Linked DNA regions of Bos taurus: region 2 is linked to region 1. The links are chromatin contacts, called in public Hi-C maps. All regions are on one chromosome and are shown on one strand. The core of a region is the stretch at or near the end of the contact, and the rest is flanking DNA. Distances in the headings are between cores, read along the strand shown. Region 1 overlaps AHNAK (AHNAK nucleoprotein). Region 2 holds the start of AHNAK (AHNAK nucleoprotein).

Evidence for each region. Hi-C and Micro-C count contacts between places; a contact is called where the count stands out from the background.
Region 2: a Hi-C map of skeletal muscle shows a contact between it and region 1, with 2.2 times the contacts expected there. The contact joins the promoter of AHNAK here to the enhancer-like site in region 1. A contact is called at or near these places in 3 of 11 Hi-C or Micro-C datasets (liver and skeletal muscle).

What each region holds. Positions count from the first base shown.
Region 1 is chr29:40,867,815-40,874,189 of ARS-UCD2.0, forward strand. The region is part of intron 4 of AHNAK (AHNAK nucleoprotein); the gene reads right to left. It also overlaps a transcript of CSKMT not described here. Among named protein-coding and RNA genes, the nearest start is that of AHNAK, 36 kb to the right of the region's middle. Within about 2 kb of position 2,982, at least 92 of the 102 cell types and tissues checked have an H3K27ac peak or open chromatin away from gene starts, as enhancers often do. A contact at or near this core is called in liver and skeletal muscle, where this site is marked.
Region 2 is chr29:40,904,318-40,910,149 of ARS-UCD2.0, forward strand. AHNAK (AHNAK nucleoprotein) reads right to left here and starts at 3,158. Exons shown (of 6, transcript XM_024987677.2): 1 at 3,012-3,158. It also overlaps a transcript of CSKMT not described here.

The DNA.
Region 1 (6,375 bases), core at 1,732-4,231:
TGTGAACCCACATGCTGTCTCAATAAAGCATCCCTCACCAAACGCCCGTGAACACAAAGCAACCAAAGGGCCAATTCGAGTCGGAGCAAAGCGAATGGGAGACACGCCCCACTCCCCATGGTTTCTCCTGGGCTTATTTTGGCCTCCAGAAAAGCCCTATCAAAGGTTCTCCGTGATCACATAACAAGAACAGGGCAAGCAGCCTTTGAGGAACACACAGAATCCAACGGTTTCCCCTTTAAAAAATGGAAAACACCAAAAGCGTGTGTGGGTCCAACGTGCAGTGAGGGCCATTTCCCCGGGTTGCTGGCAAGGTTTGGAATCACCATCCAGTGGCGAGAACCTCTGTTAGTCCAAGGTGTTTATTTCCTTTTTGATAAACAGTATGTGTAATTTCCCATTTTTAGGGACAATAATTACTTCAAACAAAGGGCAGTTCCCAAAAACAGTATTTAGAGGGACTGGTTCTCCTCCATAAGAGGATTGCAGCACAATTTTTTTTTTTTAATTAAAAGAAGCAATAAAATTTTAAAGCCCTTAGCTAAAAGCATTCGTCTCTTAGATACTATTCAAGAAACAAGTAACTTTTGGAATACGGAAGTGTTAGAATAGAGGAAGGGAAGCAAAAAGCCACCTCCTCCCCTCCAGTCCTCCTGGACCACCAACTCTAACCCCAGCCATACATGGCACTGGCAGTACTCACCTGGCACACCTCCCTCCTGCAGCTAAATTCCTAGAATTTATTTTCTAGGAATTTAGACAATCCACAGCGGCTGCCTCCACACTCTCACTTGACCTCCCTAATCTGCCTGAAGGGCCCACTTGAAATTCAAGTTGTAAGTGAACTTGCACTCTTACAAGCAGAAAAGGCCCCTGGCATTATCCTCTCCTCCCTGCTCACATTCCAGCCCTCCCCACTGCGTGCCCACTAAGCCAGAGATTAGAGGCCAGCATCCAGCCCTGTGCCCTGGAGGAGACCACACTCCCAGATAAAACCCACTGGGCACTGGCTGGAAAGCCAGAGGTAGTCAAAAGCCTTCTCCCTCACCTGGATTGGAGTGGGGCACCTTAAGACAAGCAGGGGATGGGAATCCCTGGTGGTCCAGTGGTTAAACACAGTGAATGCAACCATAAAACTAAAAGACGCTTGCTCCCTGGAAGAAAAACCATGACAAACCTAGGAAGCATATTAAAAAGCAGAGACATCAATTAGCTGATACAGGTCCATATAATAAAAGCTATGGTTTTTCCAGGAGTCACATAAGGATGTGAGAGTTGGACCATAAAGAAGGCTGAGCAATGAAGAATTGATGCTTTCAAACTGTGGTGCTGGAGAAGACTCTTGAGAGTCCCTTGGACTGCAAGGAGATCAAACCAGTCAATTCTAAAGGAAATCAACCTTGAATTATTCATTGAAAGGACTGATGCTGAAGCTCCAATACTTTGGCCACTTGATGTGAAGAGCTGACTCACTGGAAAAGACCCTGATGCTGGGAAAGATTAAGGGCAGGAGGAGTAGGGGGGGACAGAGGATAAGATAAGTTGGATGGCATCACCGACTCAACCAACATGAGTTTGAGCAGTCTCCAGGAGATAGTGAAGGACAGGAAAGCCTGGCATGCTGCGGTCCATGGGGTTGCAAAGAGTTGGACAGGACTGAGCAACTGAATAACAACAACCAGTGTTTAAGATTCTGAGCTTCCACTGGTCTGGGCCCCACAAGCCATGGGGTGTGGTCAAACAAAACAAAAAAGGCAGCAGGCAGGGGTCAAACTCCAGGTTACAGGCGAGAAGCCACGTCAGGCCCCTGGGGGAGAAAGTAAGGCGGGCACGCGGGCACCTACTGGCGTTGTTTGTGAGGCTTTGCTAAAAGGCTCTCCTCTCCCAAAATACTCAGAGCTGACCTGCCCAAAGGCCTGAAATAACCACCCAGACGGACCCACCCCTCAGGGCCCCAAAGTCCTCTTTTTACATGTAAATATCCCGAAGTATTAACATACAGGGCCCTGGCTCTCCGCAGCGCAGGAGTTTCTCAGAGCACAAAGCTGTCGATTGACTATGGGAAAAGCCTGTGTCCCCGCAAGGCTTCGGGCTTAGGGACCCACCAGGGAGAGGGGGCTAGCTCCTGCGGCCACGCCCTTCCTGGGAAGTGTTACTGGCCTCCAGCAGCTTTCCGAAGCCTCCCACCCCCTCACTTTCTTCCCCACCTCTTCCCTGCCCGCGGTGCCCCGCGCCCGACCCTCCTCATCCAAACCTAGGCTGGGGGCTCACAGTAGCCTAGAGGTGGCTAAAAATCTGCCTGGCAACAAGTAACGAGAACAGGATACAGCCTGGCGATTGGCTGCTCCGTCGAAGGGGGCGTGGCGTCAGAGGCTCCCTAGAAACTGCCCTCCGCCCTCCTCTAGGGTGCCTCACTCCCTCGCTCCCTCTCATTTCTCCCGGACCGCGGGTCTCGGCGTGGTTCTCTCGCTCCTTGGACGCTAGCGGCCTCATGACTACATTATGGGGAGCTTAGGGGTGTCATCTAGTTTCTGGTTGGAGTGGAAGAACCTGACATTGCAAGGGTGCTGTTTTATTTAGGTCGTAAATTCATTTGAGGCGCTAGGAGGGACTTAGAGAGATGGGGAGCAGGGCTAAAATCCCCCCAAAGCCCTTTGGCACAGTCCCTGCTCCCTGTAAAGCCTCTCTTCTTTCCTTCCGTCACCACGCCCTGTCACGTTCCCAGCTGCTCGTTCCAAACCTCCCCATTTTCCGCTCCTCTCTTCCTGGGGCTTCGCTCCACCCCTACTGGCTTCTCCCTCCCGGCCCCCACCGCCCGCCACGCCGCCCTATCCACCTCTATCCTCTCCCGGGCTCGCGCTTCTATTTCCCTTATAGATTGCTTTTTGCTTCCTTCTTCCCTCGGACCCCCAGAGTCTCCACAGTAAAGAGCGAGTGGTCCAACCTCAAGGAGGCTCCAGTTCCTTCGCATTCCGTTTGGGTGGGGCGCCGGTGGTGGGTGGGTGGGACTGAGCAAGTCCTTGGCTCACTCCCATAACAGATGACCGTTAGCGAGTTCTCAGGCTGGGCTCCAGAGTCTCAGCCTTGGAGCCTAGGAAGCTGGCAGGAAAAGGAATAAGGAAGGCTGTCCACTTTGGGAGCCACTATCCAGGTGGTGCAGTGGTAAAGAATCCGCCGGCCAATGCAGGATTGGGAAGATCCCCTGGAGTGGGAAATGGCAACCCACTCCAGTATTCTTGCCTGGAAAATCCCATGGACAAAGGAGCCTGGTGGGCTACAGTCCGCTGGGTCCCAAAGAGTTGGACACAACTGAATACACACACCCACGTCCTGCCCAAAACTACTCTCTGGAGTCCCCTCATGCTCTCAGGCCCTCCCCCAGAGATGTGCCCAACAGGCCTCAGCTGGCCTGCATTCCCACAGCTGGGGGCAACCCTTCCACTGGAGAGGGTGGTGGAAGGGGCCTCCAGGCTGCCTGGACTGTGGTCAGGGACAGTGGGTGGGGCCAGTTACAATGCAAACACTTTGATTGTGGACTCTCCCTTGTTTATTATCATCCAGAAGAGTGAATACTCTGAATACTCCAAAGGGGAAAAGACCTAGGGTAATAGTGGGTGGGAGGGGTTGGCAGCTGCTGAGGAGGCTGAACCCAGACCAAGAGTTCACTTTTTTTGAAGCCTGGAGCCTCCCCTTACTCCCTAGATGAATAACAGCCTTTTCTGGGCTGGACCAGAAACCAACCAAGCTGCCCGGAGTTCTCCAGTTTCTGCCACTCACTAGCTGTGTGACCCTGAAAATAATTGCTTAAACTCTCTGAGCCTTAGTTTCGATGTGAGGAAAACAATACCCACCTTAGAGGGATGTTGCAGAAATCAAAAGAGATAAAGCATATACAGTACATATACAGTGCCTAACACAAAGTAAGTATTCCATAGAAATGGCTGACACTTCCAGTATTTACTATATGCCAAGCACCTTATATGTGTCAACTTACATCATCCTCACAAGAAAGCTATAAGAGAGATAACATATTATTGCCATTTTATAGATAAGAGAACTGAGGCACAGAGAGTTGTAGTAATTTGCCCAAGATCACACAGCTAGGAAGCAGCAGAACTGAGAGCTATCATTATCATCATTATTATTCCTCTACTAGACTGCAGGTTCCTTTGAGGAAAAGGGCTTTGCACACAGTATTTAGGTGACTCAGAGATAAAGAACCCACCTGCAGTGCAGGAGCTGCAGGAGACCAGGGTTCAGCCCCTGGGTCAGGAATATCCCTTGGAAGAGAACATGCCAACCACTCTAGTATTCTTGCCTGGGAAATCCCATGGACAGAGGTGCCTCGCGGGCTGCAGTCCATGGGGTCGCAAAGAGTAATGACTGGAGCGACTAAGCACAGGGAGAAGCCAGCATGAAATCTCAGGAGAGGGGCACCTTGTGGACCAGCAGGTCCCCTGTCCCTAGAGAAGGTCTTTTCATCCTTAACTCTTTCTGATACTTGGCCTCACTGCTGGCAAGTTTTTCCATGAAGGCCAGGCCTCAAGTTTGTGGTGGAAAACAACAGAGGGTTTTAAAGGGAACTGAAATCACCGTGCTCAGCAGAATGTTCCCCACACATGTCCTGCGGCCCATGCAGGGCAGAGCCTCTGCTGGGATCGGTCAGCCCTGGGAATCAAATGCCTGACACCCGGCCATTCAGAGGCTGGTAAACACTCTGGCATTCCCACCCCATGGCAAGCATTCATGCACCGAATTCTTTGTCCTTGGGAGGACGGACAGAGAGCTGCTCTGTGCTGCGGAGCCCGAAGCCAGAACTCCGGTTTCCAAACCCCAGCCAGAGAGCCCGCCAAGGCCGAGGCGTGCAGGCCACCAGCTCTTTCAAGCACGCTTGCAAAATAAACTTGCCCAAACTTGGACTTCTTTCTTGAAAACTTGGGTTTACTTGTTAATTCCAAAGGGGGAAAAATGCATGGTACTGTTACAATGGAGAAACTAGGCAATTTCCTCCTTCATCAAGGGACCCGAGTCCTGAGGGTCCTGAGCGGGGATCTCACTCCACTTCTGTGCGCTCCCTGCCCCAGAAGGCAAAACCTGAACCAAAGCGTGAAGAAATGTCCTCAGACAAACCCACATTGGGGACGTTTCTGCAAAACAACTGGCCCCTTACACTTCAAAAATCAGTGTCCAAACGACAACAAAAAGCGGAGGAACTGTTCCAGGTTGAAGAAACTAAAGAGACCATGGCAATTATATGCCATGTGGGATCATGGATGGTTGGGGCCTCACTGGGAAAATAGACATTGCTGGAAGGAAATTGTAATCATTGAGGCAACTGGCAAAATTTAAACATGGGCAATATGTCAGATAATAGTAGCAATGCTTAGTTTCCTAAATTTGGCTCTGATACTGTTATGTAAGAGAATGTCCATACATGCTGAAGGGCTTAGGAATCAAGGATCATGGTGTTTGCAATTCACTTTCAAATGAGTCAGCAGATACAATGATAATTATAACATCTAAAGAGAGAGAGAGAGAGAGATTAAAACCAACAAGGTGAAACTGGGAAATTAAGTGAAAGTTATATGGATATATTTGTGTGTGTGTGTGGCTGCACTGTGCCATGTGGGATCTTTAGTTCCCCCAACCAGGAATCAAAACCATGTCCCCTGCAGTGGAAGCCCAGAGTCTTAACCACTGGACGGCCAGGGAAGTCTCAGTTATATGGATATTCACTGTGTCATTCTTGCAATTTCTGTATAGGTTTAAAGTGAATAAATCCACTTAAAAAAAAATCAGTCACATGCTTAGCTGCACCTCTCACATCACAGCTAAAGCGCAATGCCAGAGAGCTAAGACGGGACTCAAGAAACGAGACACATGTGCCAGCAACATGCAGAGTCTTGGGGGTGCAGTACTTTGGCTTTGGGACACTGGAAACATAGCAGTATTTCAACAGTGCTGTTGCTCAAAACGTTTGAGACTATTTACTGGTCACATGGGAAAATTAGTTGCACTACATGATAATCATGCTTTGCTTTTGACCCCAAACAGCCCTATCCACGTAATTAACCAGCCTTGCTTCTGTTAAGATCAGAGACTCTTGGAACTGGCAAGGGCCTTAGAGAATATATGCCTTATCCACGTTACAAATAAGGAAACTGAGGCTCAAGGTGGGGGGGGCTTCATTTCTTCAGGGTCATGGAGAATCCTACTGACTCCCAGAATCTTTTCAGTATTCTGTCCTAGGAGCCCTGGAGTATCTTCCAGGCCCTTTGGCTATTTGCAGCCCTCAAGAGAGGAAGATTTGTACTTCTCCAAGGAAACTGGTATTTTTTAAATGCACAAGTGATGTTGAGAGCAATTCCTAAAGAC
Region 2 (5,832 bases), core at 1,908-4,407, 37 kb after region 1:
CTGGGAGCCTGGATGAAGCCCGTCAGGGGGCAATGGGACAGCAGAAAGCCCTAGCAAACACCAGTTGAAACGTCCCATTCCCACCCCTCTCCAGGGGCGACCCCCCTGCCTCATGTGCACATGCCCCTGGTCAGCCCAGCTCCAGGGAGAGAGAGAAGCTGGGGTTTCCTGGGTGTGGTGGGGAGGTGAGAGTCAGCAGGGGAGAGTTACCAGCAGGAGTCGGACTAGCTCTGCCAGTCTGCTTCTGCCTGTCCCCAGGCGGTTCCCAAGTGCTGAGGAAGGTGATGACCACACCCCAGAGATCCACACACTCCTCCACCTCCACAGCTTCGCCCCAACCTCTCAAACGAGCTCCTCAGGCTTGGGGTGGCGTGCTCGGCCAGGGCCAGCCAGCCCATTCCAACTGAGCCTAGGAATCCAGGTCGGTGGTGCCCGAGAAACCCCCAGCCGAGGCCTTCCTGGGATGAAGGTGACCCTGGGACCCCCCTGCCCATTCCCTGCCCTTGACCGATGATGGCCATCTCCCTTCACAGGTCTCCCAGGAGTCATTCTTTTGGGTCCCACTTTGAGCCCTGGACCTGCAGTCACATTCCCCTCAACTGGCTGACTCTGCTCCGTGGGTGGGAGGGGAGCCAACCAGAGTCTGGCTGGTTCAAGTCCTCAGCTCTTCACAAACTTGCCCCGACAAGGACCCCCGAATCACTGCTTCGGGGCCCCCCAGCATCAGCAGTAAGCCCCACCTATGTGGCTTCTTATGTGTCCTGGCTTCCTGAACAATGTCGCTGCGTATAACCTTCAAGGACAAGGCTTTGGGGAGGGCCACAGACACCCTCCGATCCCCGTTGCCAATACTCCAGACCCTTCGTCCTCTGCTAGCCCACCTCTCATGCCCCCACCCCCCTTCCCGTCCTCTCCCCCCCACCTCACCCCTCAGCTGCGGGCTCCCTTCTCTCCCCACTGGGCATACACACCCGAATCAAGGGCTAGCCCAACCCATCATCCTTGGGGGCCAACGAGAAGGAAGCTTCCCCAATGAGCTTCAGAAAGGAAGTGAGTGCCACACCCTGCCCCAGGGATTTCCCTCCTGGGGGCAGAAGAGACAGAGCACCAAAGGAGAATCTTACTCCCCGAATTTAGACCCAGCCCTGGTGAGGGGGCCCTAAAATGCCTTCCAATGCATCTTCAACCTCTCTCCTTTCCCCTGACTCCGTTGCCTTCTTCTATCACCCCAGCCCTCCAATGCATCACTGTGTTGCCCAAAATCAACCCAGTCTCTCTCACGTTCTAGGCTGTGCACCACAGGGCACACAATCCCTGCAGTCAGAGGCTGGATCCTAGTCGAGGAAACTGTTTCAGAACCCGGAGGTAACTCTCTGGGTCCCTTTTCCTGCAAAGGTCCAGGACCTGCGCTAAGGACCTCGCTGGCACGGGAGGATCCCACGGTGCCTTTTCAGAGATCCACTCCGCAGAACAGGGCACCCAGCAGCAGGCTCCCTGGGGGCACCTCACCACCTCCTGGGTGGCAGCCACGCCCTGCGACAGGCACACACGAGGCTCACAATTCTCTGGGGCCACAACGTGCAGAGGCGCCAGTGCCCTCCCCACGTAGTGCAGGGGTCCAGCTGGATGCCCCTTCTGCCCATTAGGCTCCCCTCCCACCCACGGGGCAGAGTCAGCCTTGCTCAGACCCACGTGTCCCTCGTGGCCAGCGACGCCAAAGGGCTGCGCCCCCGCATCCCGGGGCCCTGGCACTGCAGGGGGCACCGAGCCCGCCAGCGGAGGGCCAGCCCTCGCGCACTGCACACCCTCTCCCGGCATGGGAAAGCCTTATATAACACAGTTCTCCGAACACACCCTAAGCCCGGAGACTTTCCAACTCTCCAGCAGGACCTCGCCCCTCCGCCGTCGCCCCAAGAGCGCGCCGCGGGAGCGGAGGGGTCCGGGGAGGGGAGCTGAGCCCTCCTCCCCCTACGCCCGCCGGACTCCGGCCCCCGCCTCCCACACAAGCCCCGTCGCCCCCCTCCCCTTTACCCCTCGCCACTCCTCCCCGAGTTCTGGTTTGAATTAGTCACCGGCTCCAACCACCACATTCCTCAGGCTGCTGGCGCCGAGCCAGGCTCTGGGGCGGGGGCCATCCCGCCCGGACGGGTTTGGGAGTGGAGTTGGGGAGAGAGCGCCGCCTCTGAAGGGGAAGGGGCGGTCCCGAGGGCCGCGCCGCTGCACAGCCCCACTCCCCGCCCACCCCCAGTGCAAGAATCTCCCCAATTATGTCCCCCACCCCCACTCCCACCCGTCCCGCCGCGGGGCGCGCTGCAAACTTCCAGGCTCCGCCGCCCTAGAGGAAGAAGGGATTTTTTCTGGAGCTGGGAACACAGAGGGGCAAGACTAGGGCGGGGCAGCCGAAGGGAGGCTGAGGGGCCGCCGGGAGCCAGAAAGGGAGAGGCTGGTGGTGCAGAACTGGGTGGGGCCCGGAGGACTCGGGACGCGAAGTCAGGGGCGGAGGTGTGGGGCGCGGGGAGGGACGGCGGACGGGGTGCGCGGCGCGGGGGCGCAGGGGCGCCGGGAGGGGCCGAGGGGCCGCGCCGCGATCTCGGAAACTTCTCCAGTAAACACGGAATAGGCGCGGAGCAGCTCGCCGAGCCACCGCCCCATGGAGAAGGAGGGGGTGGGACGGGTTACTGGGCAAAGAACCGGAGCCCGGCCGTGCAGCAGGGACAACGATCAGCCCTCGAGAGACAGACGGACTGGAGCAAACCGCTCCTAGGAGGATTTTCCAACTTTGCCCGACTTGCGCCCCTTCCAACGCCCCAACTCCAGAGGCAGAGCTCCTTTTCCAGGACACCACGGTTGGCCTCCCCGTGGCGGCCCGGGACTGCCCACCTTGCTCCAAGTTGAGCCTTCACAGTGACACCCATCCAAAGAGCCTCGCCCAAGTCCTGCCACCCACCTCCCCTCCCGCGTTCCCGGCGTCGCGTTCCCCGATCGCGCCAAGGTGCGCCGGAGGCCCCTACCTGCGCGCTCAGCCCCAGGGCACAGCCATAGCCGGCGCGGAGCCCGAGGTCGCGGTGCTGCGGCTGTTGCAGGCGGCGAGCCCCGGTCGGGGCGGGTCCGGCAGGGCGGGCGGTGCAGTCCCCGCGGCGGAGCTGCTCCGAGTGGCCGGGCCCCTGCGCGCGGAGGCGGCTCTTGTAACTCCGGCTCCAGCGGGCGGGTCTGCCCCGAGCTGTGGGGAGAGGGCGGGGCCGGGCGGGGCCGGAGCTGGGCTGGGACGGGCGAGCCGGGCCGACCCTGCTGGGACCCGAGAGCGGGCTGCTGGGAGGGCACCGGGGCCGCGGGGACCCGGGGGCGCGGCACATCCGAGGTGCTGCCTTCCCCAGCCCCCATCCACTGCCCACCCCGGCCCCACCGGGCCTGGATTTGCCCCCTGACTTAGGCGGGTGGCTTCTTCTGCAAGAAACTCTTGGAAGCTGGACCTGCAAATCAGCCCATTTTGCAGGAAGGACCCAAGGGGTCCGGCGCCTGCAGGGGCTTGAGTGATTCAGCCGCGACCTCCAGCCTGAAGCGGACCTTTGAGTTTTCTCTCAACGCTGCCCACTACCCTTCTAATCCTAGGCCCCGGGTTCTTCACTTGGTTCTTCACGCAGCCGCGCCCACTTCTCGCCCTCCCTCTTTCTGGGCGCCCCTCAGCCCCTCCCCGCCCCCAGAACCGGCCTGGAGATGTTGGCCCCACCTGCTGGAGTCAGGGTCACCAGCGCCCCACGCGCCACCGTGCCTCTCTGGCCGCTGCAGCGACACGGGAGTCAGGCCCGCACCCCTTGCAGGATCAGAGTCCGCGCTGCCTGCCTCCCTGTCCCCCACTTTTCTCTATTTCTGCTCGGACCCCCTCCTCCACCGCCCCACTCCCCTGGACGCTGAGTTTCCAATTTTACAGCCATTTCCCACAGCCACTTCTAACTACACGGAGATTTTATTAAACGTTTAATGACGGGGTGCGGGGGGGCCTTCTGGCTTCACCCCCATGAATCCTCTTATCCTCTCTTTTGGATGACCACCCACTGCCCACGTGGAGCCAGTTTGTCTTTCCTCTGGAATGCTGGGGAAGTGAGACCCCAGGCTGGAGACCTGAGAAGACCTGGCCCGCTGTTCCATCCTGAGTGGGCTGGGGCTGAGACCAGCGGCCCTGTCCTCTGAAATGGCAAACATGTTTACAGGCTAAAAATACCCAACAGCCAACTCCGCTGCCAGCCCTGGGGGCTGTGTCCCAGGTCCAGTTACCGGCATAGGGTACAGGCGTGGGGGAGGGAAGACCCAGCCAAAGGAGCCACAGACAGGCAGGCAGGCAGATAATGGACACAGAAAGGTGGAGACACGTGTGTAGGCATTCAGACCGGCACAGACATGCAGAGACACATAGTCAAAGCACAGACTTGGGCACTGGCAATCTCTCATATTTTCTCTCTCTCTCTCTCTGTCTCTCTCTCTCTCTCTGTCTCTCTGTCTCTCTCTCTCTCTCTGTCTCTCTCTCTCTGTCTCTCTCTGTCTCTCTCTCTCTCTCTCTCTCTCTCTCTCTCTCTCGCACACACAGTGACTCAAACCTAGAGCAGAGGCAGTTCCACCACCTGTATCACAAGCACAGAATCAGAAACCCAGACTTTTAGAATCACTTCCACCTCCATTGTGGTCTGCTTCTCTTTCCCAGCACCTACCTTATTTAAAGAAAAAAAAAATTCAACTTTGGGATGCTTTAAAAAAATAAAACCAACAGCTAATTATTTCCGATATAAATTTTTTTAATTTTATTTCATATTAAATAACATGTATTCAGTTTTTTAAATATAGACCAAGAATACAGATAAAGTGGGCCGTGACCCTACAAATCTGATTAATCCTTGTTGCTGTTTCGGAGATAAAATCAATACCTCTATAGGGTGAAGGATGTCAGTACAGAAAAGCAGAACAGTAAAAAGTAGATGATTCCCTCCACCCCCAAGTTAGTCCCTCTCCCCCAAAATAACCACAGTTAACAGTTTATCAGAGGAGTATTAACTTTACGAAATGAATCATTTGGTTCCTTGAAAGTGTGAGGGTTTCCAGTGCATGTTAAAATGGGAGCTGATCGACAGGTTTTTCAGAAAGATAGCTACGATATGACATATGCCACAAAGATAGGGGTCTGCACAAAGGGCCATGGGAATTTAGAGGGAGGGGCTGAAACAGGAAAGGAAGAGTGTGGGAGGGTGTGAATATTGCGCCTTCGACTCAGCTGGGACTCCCTCAACCCCCCAGGAGTGAAAGAGCAGAGGCTGGTGTCCTGGGCTCAGAGCCAACTTATCAGCTCCATTGTTTGTTCTGGCCACCCTCTTGGTCAACAGAGAAGAAGGCAGGAGAGGCCGGTCTGGGGAGCAGCTGCAGAGCAGGGATTACTGTCCAGGTACTTGGTTCAGGGGCACGAGTGTCAGGATACCTGGTGGGAGGTGGTCCTGGGGAGTGGCTCCTCCCTGCTTCTAGGCTAGGAGGATACAGAAGGGGTAAACTAGACTCTGCCCCTAAAAAGCCATGACCCTATTTGCCACACCAAAGCTGGCAGGGAAAGGGAATATTTTCAACAGTCTTCAATGGTGCAACTGGAGACGCAACACTTTGAGAGATTTCTGCCACCCCTTCTCCTTCTGCCTACTGCTGTAGCCCCCGTCTTTCACCCCTCCTCCCCAAGAGCTACCTTCATGGTGATCTTGTCTGACACTGCTGTAGGCACCTCGTGTGTCAGCCCATTTAATCCTCACACGCAGGAAGGAAATGGTCTGGGAGAGGGGCAGTGATTTACCTAAAATCACA